Regions from separate parts of the Mus musculus genome. Here regions 2, 3 and 4 are each linked to region 1. Evidence: chromatin contacts called from public ChIA-PET and HiChIP or PLAC-seq data. All regions are on one chromosome and are shown on one strand. Each heading gives the region's core, a stretch centred on a gene start, on an enhancer-like site or on the middle of the called end of the contact. The rest is flanking DNA. Distances are from core to core; before and after follow the strand shown. Region 1 has its middle 55 kb from the start of Gm50597. Region 2 overlaps Chd7 (chromodomain helicase DNA binding protein 7). Region 3 has its middle 38 kb from the start of Gm46842. Region 4 has its middle 17 kb from the start of Gm46842.

Evidence for each region. HiChIP or PLAC-seq counts read pairs in DNA pulled down with a chosen protein or histone mark. ChIA-PET counts read pairs in DNA pulled down with a chosen protein or histone mark.
Region 2: an RNA polymerase II ChIA-PET map of effector CD8 T cells shows a contact between it and region 1, with 37 read pairs. The contact joins two enhancer-like sites. A contact is called at or near these places in 1 of 484 Hi-C or Micro-C datasets (bone marrow-derived macrophages), 6 of 115 datasets of contacts at active chromatin or transcription factors (CD8 T cells, acute myeloid leukemia, bone marrow-derived macrophages and 3 more) and 2 of 9 other capture datasets (adipose tissue and liver).
Region 3: a CTCF HiChIP or PLAC-seq map of CD8 T cells shows a contact between it and region 1, with 6 read pairs. The contact joins two enhancer-like sites. A contact is called at or near these places in 1 of 15 datasets of contacts at CTCF or cohesin (CD8 T cells) and 1 of 9 other capture datasets (embryonic tail).
Region 4: a BATF HiChIP or PLAC-seq map of CD8 T cells shows a contact between it and region 1, with 22 read pairs. The contact joins two enhancer-like sites. A contact is called at or near these places in 1 of 15 datasets of contacts at CTCF or cohesin (CD8 T cells), 2 of 484 Hi-C or Micro-C datasets (both in muscle stem cells) and 6 of 115 datasets of contacts at active chromatin or transcription factors (CD8 T cells, bone marrow-derived macrophages, effector CD8 T cells and 3 more).

The regions. Positions count from the first base shown.
Region 1 is chr4:9,064,550-9,068,118 of GRCm38.p6, forward strand. No RefSeq gene overlaps it. Among named protein-coding and RNA genes, the nearest start is that of Gm50597, 55 kb to the right of the region's middle. Within about 2 kb of position 1,897, at least 56 of the 459 cell types and tissues checked have an H3K27ac peak or open chromatin away from gene starts, as enhancers often do. A contact at or near this core is called in CD8 T cells and effector CD8 T cells, where this site is marked.
Region 2 is chr4:8,841,351-8,844,919 of GRCm38.p6, forward strand. Chd7 (chromodomain helicase DNA binding protein 7) reads left to right here. Exons shown (of 38, transcript NM_001277149.1): 20 at 2,962-3,072; 21 at 3,157-3,362. Among named protein-coding and RNA genes, the nearest start is that of Gm46842, 68 kb to the right of the region's middle. Within about 2 kb of position 1,656, at least 125 of the 459 cell types and tissues checked have an H3K27ac peak or open chromatin away from gene starts, as enhancers often do. A contact at or near this core is called in CD8 T cells and effector CD8 T cells, where this site is marked.
Region 3 is chr4:8,870,601-8,874,169 of GRCm38.p6, forward strand. No RefSeq gene overlaps it. Among named protein-coding and RNA genes, the nearest start is that of Gm46842, 38 kb to the right of the region's middle. Within about 2 kb of position 1,616, at least 59 of the 459 cell types and tissues checked have an H3K27ac peak or open chromatin away from gene starts, as enhancers often do. A contact at or near this core is called in CD8 T cells, where this site is marked.
Region 4 is chr4:8,925,949-8,929,517 of GRCm38.p6, forward strand. No RefSeq gene overlaps it. Among named protein-coding and RNA genes, the nearest start is that of Gm46842, 17 kb to the left of the region's middle. Within about 2 kb of position 1,788, at least 119 of the 459 cell types and tissues checked have an H3K27ac peak or open chromatin away from gene starts, as enhancers often do. A contact at or near this core is called in CD8 T cells and effector CD8 T cells, where this site is marked.

The sequences.
Region 1 (3,569 bases), core at 647-3,146:
ATTAGCATAAATATTCTTGTTTTCCTGGGATAAGCATCTTTTCTCTTGTGTATACTACTTCTCTTTCTTTCTTGGTATGCATTCAGATTTTTCATCTACAGTTCCTAATTGTTTTCCCATTACTGAGTGTTGGGTGATTTATAAAGCATACTTTGGGTATGAGTTTTGTGCTCTATGGTTGAAATACAAAGAGGATTAAGAACTAAACCTTGCTAAGGACTAAGAACTAAACTAGCTCCTTGAGAAAATGGTGGTCCAGTGAAAGTCTTAGGGTTTAGTTAACAATCACCTAGTCTGATAAAAAGGTGGTTGTTGAACAGCTTAGAATTTTACTGGATAGAACAAAATTTGATGAAATACAGAAGTTAGACTCTGAATTGATATTTTTTCTTTTTGATATTATGCACAAAATCCCAGCAATATAAAATGTTGTCTTTTGATCCTGCCAAATAAGAACAAAGTTACCATGTTTAGGAATACTTCACCCTCGTAGCCATGATTTCTTTGAACTCATGTCTTCATCTGTACATCTGTTCGTGACATTAGTAAATTAGTTAAATTATATTAGTAGACTCCATGGTCCATAACAAATCAAATCAGATAGTTCCCTGACACACGTTTCACTTCCTACAGCTTTGGTGACCCACAGTCAACAGCAGTCAGGGAAGATTCTATGGAGATTTTAGGAACACACTGATCCTAAGATGAAATTACACACTGTTCTGAGAAGGAGGGGGTAGCCCATAGTGCACTGCTCCTTTCTGCTCAGGCATGAGTCCACTCTCTCTCTGTACAGCATGTGTACACTCTATGCCTTCTGAGTCCCTTAGTCTCCCAAGTGGGTTGGCATATATCTCCACAGGTGAGTGACATTCTGTCACTGTTAATTTGCATCAGCAGGTCTGTGTATCCATGTGTAACACAACCCAAGACCCCATGCATGTCTGATGATCATATTGAGCCACACTCATTCTCACACACATACACACACATGCAAACATGTATATATGTGCCACACGTGCATGCATGTAAGATGAAGTTACACCAGCCACAGTTGGAGACTAGCTACAAAATTCAGAGGAAGGCTGAATAACGATAAAAGCATGCTATGCTTAAGTTGCCAGCATCAGAACTTTTTTACATTGGGGTCATTTGTAAGAAAAATAAAGGTTACTTAAATTTGAGAATTTCAATATCATTGTAGTCTATCTGAAGGCTGAGATGTCTCATGGGAGACTAAGGGACTCAGAGAGCATAGAGTGTACACATGCTATACAGAGGGTGGACTCAGGCTTGAGCAGAAAGGAGCAGGGCACTGTGGGCTACCCCCTCCTTCTCAGAACAATGTGCCATTCATCTTAGGAGCTGTGTGTTCCTGAAATCTCTATAGAATCTTCCCTGACTGCTGTTGACTGTGGGTCACCAAAGCTGTACGAAGTAAATCATGTGTCAGGGAACTATCTGATTTGATTTGTTGTTATGTACCATGGGTTCTACTAGTCAGTATAATGTGACTAATTACTAATATCAAGAACAGATGTACAGATGAGGGCACGAATTCAAAGAGATCAACTCTTGTATCCAAGGGCTCAAAGCCAGGTAATAGCAGGAGGCAATCTTTGAACCAGTTGATTAGTAAACTCTCAGGTCCACAGACCCTGTTCAAGTCTGCTTCTACAGCCTCCTCTGCCTGGACGTGATGGCAAGGGAATCTCTATGGCTCAGAAAGGCTTGAGAAACTCCCTACCTCTTCAGCTTGAAGCTTCAGCATGCTTCACTTGAGTTTTCAGTCAAAAGCCTGCCCTGGATTTCACGAAACAAAAGGCCACTTTCATGAACTGACTGTTGGCAACTGGAAAACACTCCAATTTCCCACTGAGCCCAGCCTGTCGTCAGGGCTCAATTGTGAACACTCCAGTGCCATCCTCACACCAAAACACTTTCAGTCACAGCAAACAAGGGCACAGAAGAGAGAAGGCTTCTTTTTTTTCTTTCCGTTCCAGATCAGATAACGCTGCCAGATTAGTTCCTCTACTGAGAAGTCACACCACATGTGCCCACATGCCAGGCCTTTGCTAAAAGGCCACCACCTATATTGCTTCCTGCATAGTCACTAATATTCTGTCTCATGCCTTCCCTTCTCCACCTCTCTTTCCGGTTCCTTCCCTTGAAGTAGTACAAATGCTTGCAAAGAAAATATGTCAACAGGTGAAATTTATAGGCGTTTCTGGCCCATTCAGAAATGTGAACCGCAGGCACCCCCAAAGGAAAGATAGCATCCCTTACCCACACAGTACTCTCTAACATGCCTGGTTCGTTCACAGTGGAGCTGGCTAAAGAAACCAGTTATCTTTTTTACAGAATCAAAGTGTGAGGCTCCCATTGGGGAAGGGTACTTTGATGGATGTCTGTTGGGATTATTTAGTTGCAAACACAGGGGGAAAAAAAAAACCCAACCCAAACTGGCTTAGTCACAAAAAGGATTTATTGACTCACAGAAGCTGAGAGGAGTAGGTTAGCTCTGGCACACCACCATTCAGGCTCTGCATATCAGTACCACCTGGTCATTTTTGTGTTGTGTCAAAGCCTTCGATTGTGTTGACTTCAGCATGAAATCTTATGTGCACCAAAAGAGCCTCCGGAGAACCAGGGCATTGTCTTATGTTTAGTCTCAGTTGCCTCTTCTTAGATCATGTAGTAGAGAATGTTCCCGAGTCTCACTGTTGTGGCCTCTGTTCTTTATGGTTTATGAGGATGACTGAGACCTGGGTTACAAGCATTCCCCTGGGGCTAGGTGTGGAGACAGTTTAATGCCACTCCATGACAACTAGGAGGACTCTGACCATGAAAATCTAGAACATGCTAGTAACCTCTCAATTAAAGATGATGGAGACATGTGTGTACCAGGTACTCAGTGGTGAGCCAGTCTAGCAGAAACAGTGAGCTTCCCACTGAGTGAGGCACCAGTGCATAAAGTCACAGCATGCACATAGCACACACACACACACACACACACACACACACACACACACGAAAGAAGAAAGAAAGAAAGGAAGAAAGGAAGAAAGGAAGGAAGGAAGGAAGAAAGAAAGAGAGAAAGAAAAAAAGAAAGCTGAACGAAAGAAAGAAAGAAAGAAAGAAAGAAAGAAAGAAAGAAAGAAAGAAAGAAAGAAAGAAAGAAAGAAAGAAAGAGAAAACCTTGAAACTCAGGAAGACTAATAGTATTTTAATGGCATTTTGATCCCCAGACCTAAAGAAGTGACTTATCATATCCTTGCATCTGGTCATGTTCTTTGTCCATTTGTCCTTCTAAATCAATGTTTGTGACCAGGTCACTTATTACTACTTCAAAGTTTTGATCCAAATGTTCAACCTTTGAACCAGTGAAGAATTGTTCTGGCATACTTCCTTTCTGAACACATCTCACTGTTTATTGTGTATCAGACTCCCTGCTAAGTCTATGACTTCATTTGCTCCTCATTCCTCGTCTATGACACAGAGATTATTCTTAGTCCCATTGTTTCAAGGGTGAAACCTAGACCCAAAAATGTTTAGACATGTGACTCACA
Region 2 (3,569 bases), core at 406-2,905, 220 kb before region 1:
TGAATTATAGACTAGTTATTACTTTCCCAGCGCCTCCCAACACACACAGCGTTCTCTGTGCGCTGGGTTCTCTCCTGTGCGGTCCCTCATGGTCCTGTCCTCCTGTGTTCTTCCCGATGCTCCCGCTATGAAGTCCTCGTGTGAATTTTGTTCTTCATAATCTCCCAGACCCCAGTGCCCAAAACGACCCGAAAAGATGATCAGGTCGCTCCATGTTTAAGTCTGTCTTGTTTTCCCCTTTCGTTAGGGCTCCACAGCTCTGCTCACAGCTAAAATGAGCCCATGGCATTCTACCCCAGCTCCTGCCACTGCCTGCCTCACAGCTGGCACCGTGTGCTCTTCCACCAAGCCAGCCCGCTAAGGCCAAGCTGCTCTGAGCCCTGACTGTCGCCTCAAACCCACTTGCTAGTATTCGGGTTGTCCACACCAAGGCTCACTCTACTTTGTAGTTTTGCTAAACTGGTTTACTTGCCGTAAAGCATGAAATTCAACACTTTGACATATTATAGGCTGGGGTGACCGTTAGCACAACGCTAGGTTTTGAATGTTCCTACTACCTCAGAGAGCTCCCTGTGCCCATTAGCAGGCAGTCCCTACCCTTCCCGCTTCACCCAGTTCTGCAAACCGCATGCTCTTTTTTTTTAAATAGCTTTGTCCACCCTGGAAACACCACTCGGTGTGAAGTTATATCACGTGTGGTCTTTTGAGTGCTTTCATAAAATTAATGTTTTTCATGTTTGCCCTTATACTATACATGGATAATTTGTTTTGTTTTGGTTTGGTTTGGTTTTTCCAGACAGGGTTTCTCTGTGTAACCCTGGCTGTCCTGGAACTCACTCTGTAGACCAGGCTGGCCTCAAATAATTTATTCCTTTATGGTTTGCAATGTTCTACTGTGCGGGTATCACACAGTGACCAGGTGATGATAAATGCTCCAGTCATTTATTAATTGCTAATTGATGAAATTTGGGTTATTTTTACTTTGGGATTTTCAGTGTAGTAGGGTTTTTTTTTTTTTTTTTTTTTTTGGACATGTCTTTTCGTTTCTCTTGCACATTCGACAGAAGCAGAACTCTAGGTGATGTTAGCTTTCTTGGCTCCCCAGTGAGGTCTGTGCATGCTTATCATTTAAGGAACTAACAGGCTGGGTTTCTTTGTTTCTGTTTCTCTTTTAAACAAATTGGGGAAAGTTCTGGGCTCCAACCCCCCCCCCCCATCTTCTTCCACTGGTCATTGTATACAGCATCCCTTATCTAAAAAAAAACTACTGCCTTCAGTGGCCCCTCCACTCTGCAGAAGCCCCTTCATCTGCCTTCACATCACATAAGACCTATTATTCCTTCTCCCCTTTTGCTTAAAAATCTCTTCCTGTCGTTTCATGACGGAGCCTACACACACACATATAGCATCCAGGTTCACATGTGAAACAAATGTGTTTATATCTCTGAGCCTGCCTTAGATTGCTCCACACCGTGGTTTCTGGCTCCATCCACTTCCTCGCAAGTGCCATGATTTTGTTTTTCTTTACAACTAAATAAAAGTCCACTGTGTATAGCTAGAACATCTTCTTTTATCAGTTCCTCTGTTGTTGGACATCTAGGCTGGTTCCATTTCCTGCCTATTGTGAAACTTGGGTGTGCAAGTGTCTCTGTGGTGTGTTGACTCAGAGACCAGCCTTCAAGAACACAATCTGGTGGCGTGGCTGGGTGACATGGTAGTGCTATTTTTAGTGGTTTGAGGCGCTCCACACTGACGTTCATAGTGGCTCTGTGAATTTTCGTCCCTATTGGCAATGAATACGAATTCCTTTTTCACTCCATCCTGGACAGCATTCCTTGTTTGTTTGTTTTCTTCCAATTTCTGTTTCCCCGGTGGCTAAAACTGTTGAACCTGTTTTCTTTCTGGATGGATCACTTCCTGTTGCTTTCCCATACCTGTGTGTTCAGGTGGCTTTTCCCTCGTCCTCACAGGTACCATGTTAACTAGTTTGTGATCTGTTTCAAGCTGAGCTGTCTGTGGTGTGAGGAAGGAGTTGAGCTCCCCCGTGGCCCCAGCTTGTAGAGGTTCTTCTCTGGCCTCTGCACGCTCATGTCGTTACAGTCTCTTGCAGTCTTTCCTCAGTCCTCACATGCAGTCTCAGCATGTGTAAGACACATGTGTAAGACACACGTACGTGTTTCACGCACGCATGCACGCACGTTCTCCTTCTGAGTAACATGCAGATGCCAGAGTTGGATGTGGTAGTTCTCCCTGCCTTCTTCACTCTTGTTGTTCATGTCTGCTGATGTCTACCTCTATTAATTTCACCTTTTGAAGAAGGTCTTTTTAGGAAGTCTTCTTCATATTTGGTCATTATTTCTGGTGTAAACTGCTGGAGCAGTGTGCTCTAACCTCACTGGTGGCTGTCGCTATAACTTCTCCCCCATGCAACTCGAGGCACAGCCATGTCCATATTAAACTTATCCCTATTTTCTAATAGCTCCTGCTTCCCCTGGGCTAGGGCTCAGACTGCTAACCACACGTGCCCGCCCCCTGCTCCGGCCTCCACCCTCATCAACTTGCCATGGCTCCTGTACCTCGAGCCCCTCATCCTTGCTCCTCTCCTGGGCCTTTGTGCAGGGCTCTGCCATGAACATTCCTGCCACCTCTCTTCTTGTACAAGTCTTCTAAAATATGGTCCAAGCATTTTCTTCTAGAGAAAACTAATTTTTTTTTTAGATCTGCTCCTAGCAGGACTTTGCTGGAACCAAGTTCCAGGCCTTTCTCAATTGCTTGTACTTTTCTACTCCTGTGGCAGGTGTGGAAAAGTGTACATGGGGCACTTGTCATCTGTCTCCCATCCACTATACTGCCTTGCAGAGGCTGAGCACGCATATACTGTGACTAGATAAACAGAGGCTACCGGGGGTCCTGACTCTGAGAACCGCATCTCAGAGTAACGCACACGTTTTCCACCTTTAGGCCAGCTTTGTTGCGTCTGGAAATAGGACAGACATTTCTTTGGATGACCCAAATTTCTGGCAGAAGTGGGCTAAGAAGGCTGAATTGGACATCGATGCCTTAAACGGGAGGGTGAGTGAGAAAGTCCCATCCAGACTGCTGCCTAATCTGACCCGAAGGTTGGTATGACGCTCACCATGCTTGCTCTTTCGTTAGAACAACCTGGTTATTGACACTCCTCGAGTGAGGAAGCAGACCCGGCTATACAGCGCAGTGAAGGAAGACGAACTGATGGAGTTCTCCGACCTGGAAAGCGACTCCGAAGAAAAGCCTTGTGCAAAGCCACGGCGCCCCCAGGATAAGTCTCAGGGCTATGCCCGGAGCGAGTGCTTCAGGGTAGAGAAGAATCTGCTGGTTTACGGGTAAGGCCGGTTCGCTGCATGGAGTCTCATTTTATTTTACCAACAGCTGGAATTCTCAGTTGTCATAGGAAAACCTTCTTTCTGTGGATCTGCGTGGCTCCCCTTAGCGTGGCCAGACAGATACCTCCGCACTAACTTTCTGCAGGTTGTGGCTCGTAAAGTCGATATGACCCACGTTCTAAATCCTCCTGGGTGTGGAGAGAGAAG
Region 3 (3,569 bases), core at 366-2,865, 190 kb before region 1:
GAAAGACTTTAGAGTTAAAACTCAATGCGTAATTTCAATTAGCCCTCCAGGACTATTACCACTTGAAGTATAACCAGAGATAAAACCAACAGATAAAGAATATTTTCTGATTTTTTTTTCTGTAATGCCACACAATTAGTGGTTTTTAAAAAGAGAAGTTGAATTTTTTTTTTACAATACAATGAAAGTTAATTTTGAGTTAACTTTAGAATTTAATTTTGTTCATTATTTATTTATTCACTTTACATCTGATTGAAGCCCCTCCTCTCCTCCCAGTCCTCCCCTCACATGGCTCCTACCCCACCCCTCCCTCCTGTTCACCTCTGAGAAGGGGACCAACCCACCCTGGCATCGAAGTGAGAAGGTGCGCCTTTGCAGGATGATGTATCGGCGACAAGTGCCTTGAGAGCACAGGGATATTAAACTGGGAAGCAGAGTGTGATACCGGTGTCTTCTGACAGCACGTGAGGGTTAGGAGAGGTCTCGTTCATTCGCTGCGTCTCTTGAATAAGTGGATTTATGTGTTTTCTTAGCTCAGGCAGGATTTACTACAATTCTATAGACATAGTAAACTAAATTGAAAACTACTTCTGGAATTTAATCTTAACTTAGACTCCTTCTGTATGGCACATTCACCACGTGGGAATATTCTGTGATGCTGAAGATGGTCGTCAGACTTCTGAATTTTGTGTGAATGTAGTGTCAACTCTCCTAAAGGACCTGCCGTAAGATCTAGCCTACAACTAGCTGAATTTTACTTTGACCTCTTTCATCATCTTACTGTGTAGTTTAAACAACATGGAACGGAGCAGCGATAGCATCAGGTATGCTCCTCTCTGACATCTTTCTGTTTAGAGTGATGCATGGTTTGTCTGGTTCCTAAGCCGATTGAGGCTCCCATCACGAGAGCAAAGGAGGCAGTGTTCCACGTCAGCCTGCTCCTGGGCACGCCACTGACCTGTAGCCAAACCTCTCTGCAGCCTCAGTCTCTTGTGAGCGGTCGGTCATTATCCCGCCGCCTTCCCAGCCCAGAGAGCAATCTATCATGGTGACTTTGGAGTTGCAGCAAAGCAACATCTTAGTGAGATTTCTAGTGTGGACAGCAGAAGTGCCTGTTCAAAGAACCAGGAAGGCCTCCATCCAGGGGACCTCCTCCACTGCCCTTTCACCACCTCCACAGTTTGATCTGAAAGCTTAATTTCAAAATTACCGAAGAAACGTGAGCCTTCTCACCGCCTGATGGGAGCCAGGTGATGCTTTGCAACTCAAAACTGCCCTCCCTTCTGTCAGTGTCCATTCTAAACTTCCAATTGGGTGTGGGCTGGGTGGCTGAAAACGAAGCAGGCTGTGCATTTAATGGTTTGGAGGAAGGCACGTGGCATCTGACAATGGCATGAGTTCCTTTCAACATGTCCCACCATGCCTCCCTGGGAGGCAGTAAGCTCTGTTTTGTATCTCTCTCTCTCTCTCTCTCTCTCTCTCTCTCTCTCTCTCTCTCTCTCTCTCTCTCTCTCTCTGTTACTATGTAGTCATGAGCTCACCACACCAGCCAGTTAGGCACATGTTGTTGCTACTATGCCTTCGCATGAGAAGTGAGGTCATCCCACCAGAACAGTGTGTCTTCCTGTCTCCCACACGGCTTTTTCTGTGCTGTTGTAGCTCTGTCTCCCTGTGGTTTGCACAGCTGTCGCTTCCTCTGCTAGGGTTGGAACCTCCGAGGCAACTCCATGCTGTTTTCCCTCTTACTGTGAGAGGTCTGGAAAATGAGGGCAGCCATTGCCTGCCTCTTGCCATGGACTTATTTCTTCCAGTTTCTGATCCTTCATCTTTCCCAAGGGGCAGCGGTATCAGCTCAGAGTAACCCAAGAGGTTACTCTGTAAAACCATCCTTAAAAGTCTTATGTCCTTTACTCTCCAAAATCAAAAGGTAGTTTCTGTCCTTTTCTGTGTCAAGCCAGTGTGGTCTGAGCCACCAAACTGAGGAACACTGTCATAGCAGCTCAATGACAAGGCAGTTGGCTTGGACTCCCTGCCCTTAGACCACTTTGAGTAAAGGACTCTATAGAACGTAGGAATGTGTGCCCACTAGAGGAAGAATACAATTTAAGCTGAGAACTGCCTTTCTTCCAAAACATTCCAATCAAAACACTTCTATAAGGGGAGGGTAGGTGTCCGTTTTTCTATTAAAATCTTGGTAAGGCCCTTGGGATGGTTGAGTGAGTGAAGATGCTACTAAGCCTGGCAACTGGAGTTCAAGCCCCCGACACAGCTGGTACAGGAGAGAACCAACTCCTGCAAGTTACCCTCTGAGCTCTGCATATGTCAGCATACACACCTATACTATCGAAATTCAATGTATTTTTAATTATGTATTTTAAAGCTTTGCTGAAGATCATTGTTGGCATTCCTTCTATGCTCCGCCCAGCAGTTACCTGGCAACAGCCAGGTAGGCCTGGCTTGCTATAAAAGGGGCTGTGGGCCCCTCCTCAACCTCTTACTCTATCTGCCTTTTCTCTCTCTGACTCTCTCCCCTTTCTATGCGTTCCTGGCCAGCCTCCACCCACTCTCTCAATCTCTCTCAACCTCTCTCTCTCTCAATCTCTCTCTCTCCCTCCCTTCTTCTCTCCCTCCCTCTCTCCATCTCTTACTCTCTCTCTGTCTGTCTGTCTGTCTTTCTCTGTCTTCTCAACTCCTCTTCCCATGTCCCTAAATAAACTCTATTCTACACTATACCCCTTCATATGGCTGGTGCCTCGGAGGAAAGTGATGTCTCAGTATGGGCCTGCCGAGGCACCCCTCCCCCGTCACCGTCACCATACGTCACCTCTACAAAACATATCCTTGTCTCCTTTTTATAAAGCACAACAGTCATGACCCCTAACCTGAGTCACAGCAAAAATAACTTCTGTTGGCGTTGTATAATCCTGCTATGCTTTCTGTGTTCTATGTTTTGTTTTTCTCAGACAATCTCACCATGTACTCTCAGTTCACCTGCCTGAGTGCTGGCGTCACAGGTGTGTTCTACCATGCCCAGCTTTAAATTATTTTCTAGTGTGACTTAGAACAGGCCAGGTGAGCCATAAGTGTCTTTCCAAAGGGATTGGTGTGGGTCTCGTGTAGGAAGAAAGCTGACCTTGCTGACTCCTGCTTTCTACTTACATTTGCAGCTCAGATGCACCCATGACCAAATCCCCCACCCCATCCCCACCCCCACTCATCCCTGTACCCCAGTGCCATGGAGAAAACTATGTCAAAAGCACATGACCTGGAAGTCTCACAAAGCCATTTACAACTCTACCAGCTAGCTTGGCACACCTAGGTTGTAAAGGGTGAGAACACATGGACAATTATAACACCAGGTGACACTGGACACACCTCTGTAAATTAGAATGCTCATGAATGTGACACATTTATCTAGCAATGATGCCATGCCAAATGTCTCTCTGTGTGTGCCCAGGGAGTTGCTGAAGCCCAGCAGAACTTGAAGGTTAGGCAACCATACTGTCTTAAAAGCTGTTACAGACACAAATGACCCTAGCTCCTTCGTCGTCAGTCATAGCTAAATGTAT
Region 4 (3,569 bases), core at 538-3,037, 140 kb before region 1:
CTATGAGAAAGCAGGCTGAGCAAGCCAGGAGAAGTTAGCCAGTAAGCAGCAGCAGCCCTCCATGGCCTCTGCATCAGCTCCTGCCTCCAGAATCCTGCCATGTTTGAGTTCCAGTCCTGACTTCCTTTGGTGATGAACAGCAGTGTAGAAGTGTAAGCTGAATAAACCCTTTCTTCCCCAACTTGCTCTTTGGTCATGGTGTTTTGTTGCAGCGAAAGAAAATCTAACTAAGCCAGTGACACTGTAAAGGCCAAAGTCCACAGTTCAAGATGCTGTAGTTTAAAGCATAGGAGAGGATGTGTCACATGCAGGCTATGTGCAAATACTACATCAGTTTATACAATAGGCATGGGCATCACAAGATGCTGAGGTCCTCAGGGGTTTCTGAGGATACTGATGGAGAAAATGTAGCCGTGAAGATGACATAGTCTAGTTTGCAAGGCAGTAAGGGACCTGTGTAAAGTGTAAAGTGCCCAAGTGAAAACCAAAGCACTGCAGAATTTGCGCTGCTATTTTTAGACTCTGCGACCAAGAAAGGCTTCTTAACTACAGGAGTTACACTGAGGAAAGTCTGGAGGCCAGGGAGAACATCTTTTGGGTGAAGGCATCAGTGATAGAACCTGATGGACCAGGCGAGAAGTTGCATGGAAAGGTGTACCCAAAGATAGATGCTTGCCTTCTAAAACAGCAGTTGTTACAATCTCTGAATTACTCTACCGCTCTAGTCTCAGATGGCTTTGATGTTTGGTTCTCCAGTCACCCACTTCCTTTCCTCAGCTCTAGTGTAGAGGCTAGGCGGGAGGGAAGCTTAGCTTTTTACTCTCTGGGGAAGCCTGATGAAGCGCGGTGGGTGGGGCTAGGTGACTGTTCCTAGCTCTGGGTTCTGCTGATCTCAGTAATAACGCACAGGAAGTGCTAATTCTAATGAAAGGAGGTGACAGTGGTCATGAGAGTCCCCAGGAGAAAGGGGACAAACCGAGGCAAAAGCTGAAACTAGGTTTTAACCACAGCAAAAAGTGCTGGTGTTCATTACAGTTGCTGACTTTAATGAACAGCAAGCATGTGAGGTGCCATGCTCCTTAGTAGGCCAGAATCCCATGCGTTCAACAGGCAGTTGGCGCTATGGAGCCTGCCCTTGTTCTTACTGATTGATCATCGTTACTCCCCAGCCCTCCAAGCTGTCCTTGGTACTGGGCTGCAGTTGGCAGAGACTCCTTCTCCCAGTTTTGTCTGCAAGTGGCCATGCTCCTTGAGTTTCTACTTCCTTTTGAGGAGAATAAGGAAAAATGGATTTTTTTTTTAAACTTTCTCATCTCTTGGTGAGGGGCCTTGTGAGCCTTTCCTCTAATGTCCAACTGCTTGGCTTTCTGCGTTCTCTTTGTTGTTGTTTAAGACTGGCTCCACTGACATATAAGAACACCTGCCGCTTCCCCCAGGGCTGACAGGGGAAGCTGTTGTTCTAAATCCAAAGCAAACACTAGTGCCACTGGGCAGCTGGCCTCCCCAGGAGCACAGGTGAATGGGGGTGGGGGGAGGGGTGACAGTGGCTTACTTGTCCTGGAAAGGGGCCATTAGAGGTCTGATCCCCAGGGACTGGCTTCCTCTTACAGCTTCCCTGGAGCAGCTGTGGTGAGGAGGAAGGGTGCAGAATTGACTCCGTTTTGGAAGAGTGGAGAGGCTGTCATCTCGTCTTCTCTTTTCAGGAAGATCTCCAGGGGTGGGTGGGAGGCAGCAGTTCCACTCAGCCACGTGTCCCCAGCATGCTCACACAACATCTTAAGCGACCGGCTGGCCGGAAGGGAGACAGTGCTGAGGGAGAGGATGTGGTTATTCTTCAAAACCCTAGTTCTGTTAAAGGACTTTAAAAAATGGTTGCAAAACACATTCACATTACAGTTTAATACATTTATGCCCATTAAAACATGGTGATCATGAACATTGTGTGTGTGTGTGTGTGTGTGTTTCTGGGTATTACTAGATGCAAGAGGTGGAGTTACACACTACACTTCCATGGTCAGTGGTTGTCTAGTGAGGTTTACCAATAAAGCCACCCTATCTCCCTGTCCTGGCTTTATAGGGTTGTCATAACCAAGTGCCAGAGACACATTGAAGTTTATATCCTACAGTTCTGAAAGGCTGGGAATCCAAGGTCAGAGTGTTCATGGTTGCAGATGTCTGTCTTCTTGTGTCTTTCCATGACTTTTCCTTCTGTGTCTGTCCCATGCTCCTTTATAAACTTGCCAGAGATGGCAGATCATGGCCCACCCAAAATGACTCTATTAACATCACCTCTTTCAAAGGCCTTGCCTCCATATACACCCTCATTTTTGAATAATTGGAGTTAGGGCTTTAACATAGAAATGTGTATGTGGAAGGACAGCAGACCTCTGACTTGAGACCCTTATGCCTTAACCATCCATCAACGACGTGGCAGGTGTATGATGTGCCTGGCCACTTGATGGCTTTCCAGAATTAGTCTCATCCTGATTACTTCTTCAAGATGAGGAACACCCAACTATAAAACTAAAGCATGCAGCGCTGTGGAGTTAAGGTAACTACATTTGTTTCTCGGCATGGAAGGTGTAACGTAGTGGTGGAGTAATTTCCTGACATAAAATGACTAAAGGAAAAACACTTTCTGTTTCATGAGTTTTATTGTTGCGTGTTGTTCCATCACCCTTATCATTAAAAATTACAGGCACAGATGTTACTTTTAGTATAGACTCATCATAGTCTCCTCATGTTGGAGTAAGAAGCCCAGATCCAGGGCAGGGGCCGGCGCAAGCTGCCAAGACCTGCCCAGACCCAGCCAGAATCTACTTGCTCTACTGGGCAGGTGTAAGCCCTTGGGGTTGGGGGTTGGCCTGCTTCTTGGACTTATACAGATATGGAAAAGAGACTGTAGTTATTAAATGAGATGGCCTCTGATCACGAGTTGGGACTTTTTTACTTTTCTCAGAGAATACTTGCCTTTGTTTGTTTTTCTGATCAATCTTGAAACCAGTAGTGCCGACTCCACCTCCGCAACAGCCACCCACTGGCTCCCTTCACAGCTCCACCCACAACACCCACTCATGCAAACAAGAACAGAGAAGGCTCAGGGATTCTTCCTGATTCTGGCGAATATGCTGTAACCCCTTCTTTATAGAAAATAGCATAAATGGCCCCCTACAGCGCTGCTGGCTTCAACAGGAGGTGTGGGTGGGCTGGCTTTTCCTGGCTCGCCACTGGATCACCTCCACCCAGCTGCTCCAGAAAGCTCCTGACAAAGCTCACCCGGGAAGTGCTGCCCGGTCTGCAGGAATTGGCCGTCGCCACGCGTTTGCAGCATACACCGATCTGAATTTCGAGAGTCTGATGTGAACAGACATCATAAGTTGCATCGATGTCACCGAAGGCCAACTAGTGACTTCATTAGTCAACTGTTTCCTTATTGCAATTAAAATGAGGATGGCCAGATGTTTATTTAGGCTTAAGGAAGGATGCAGTATTGTTTGATAGGCGAGAGAGCTACTGAATGTGTTAAAGCAATTCCCCAGAGTTCTGAGATAGATGGTGTATTTCTCAAT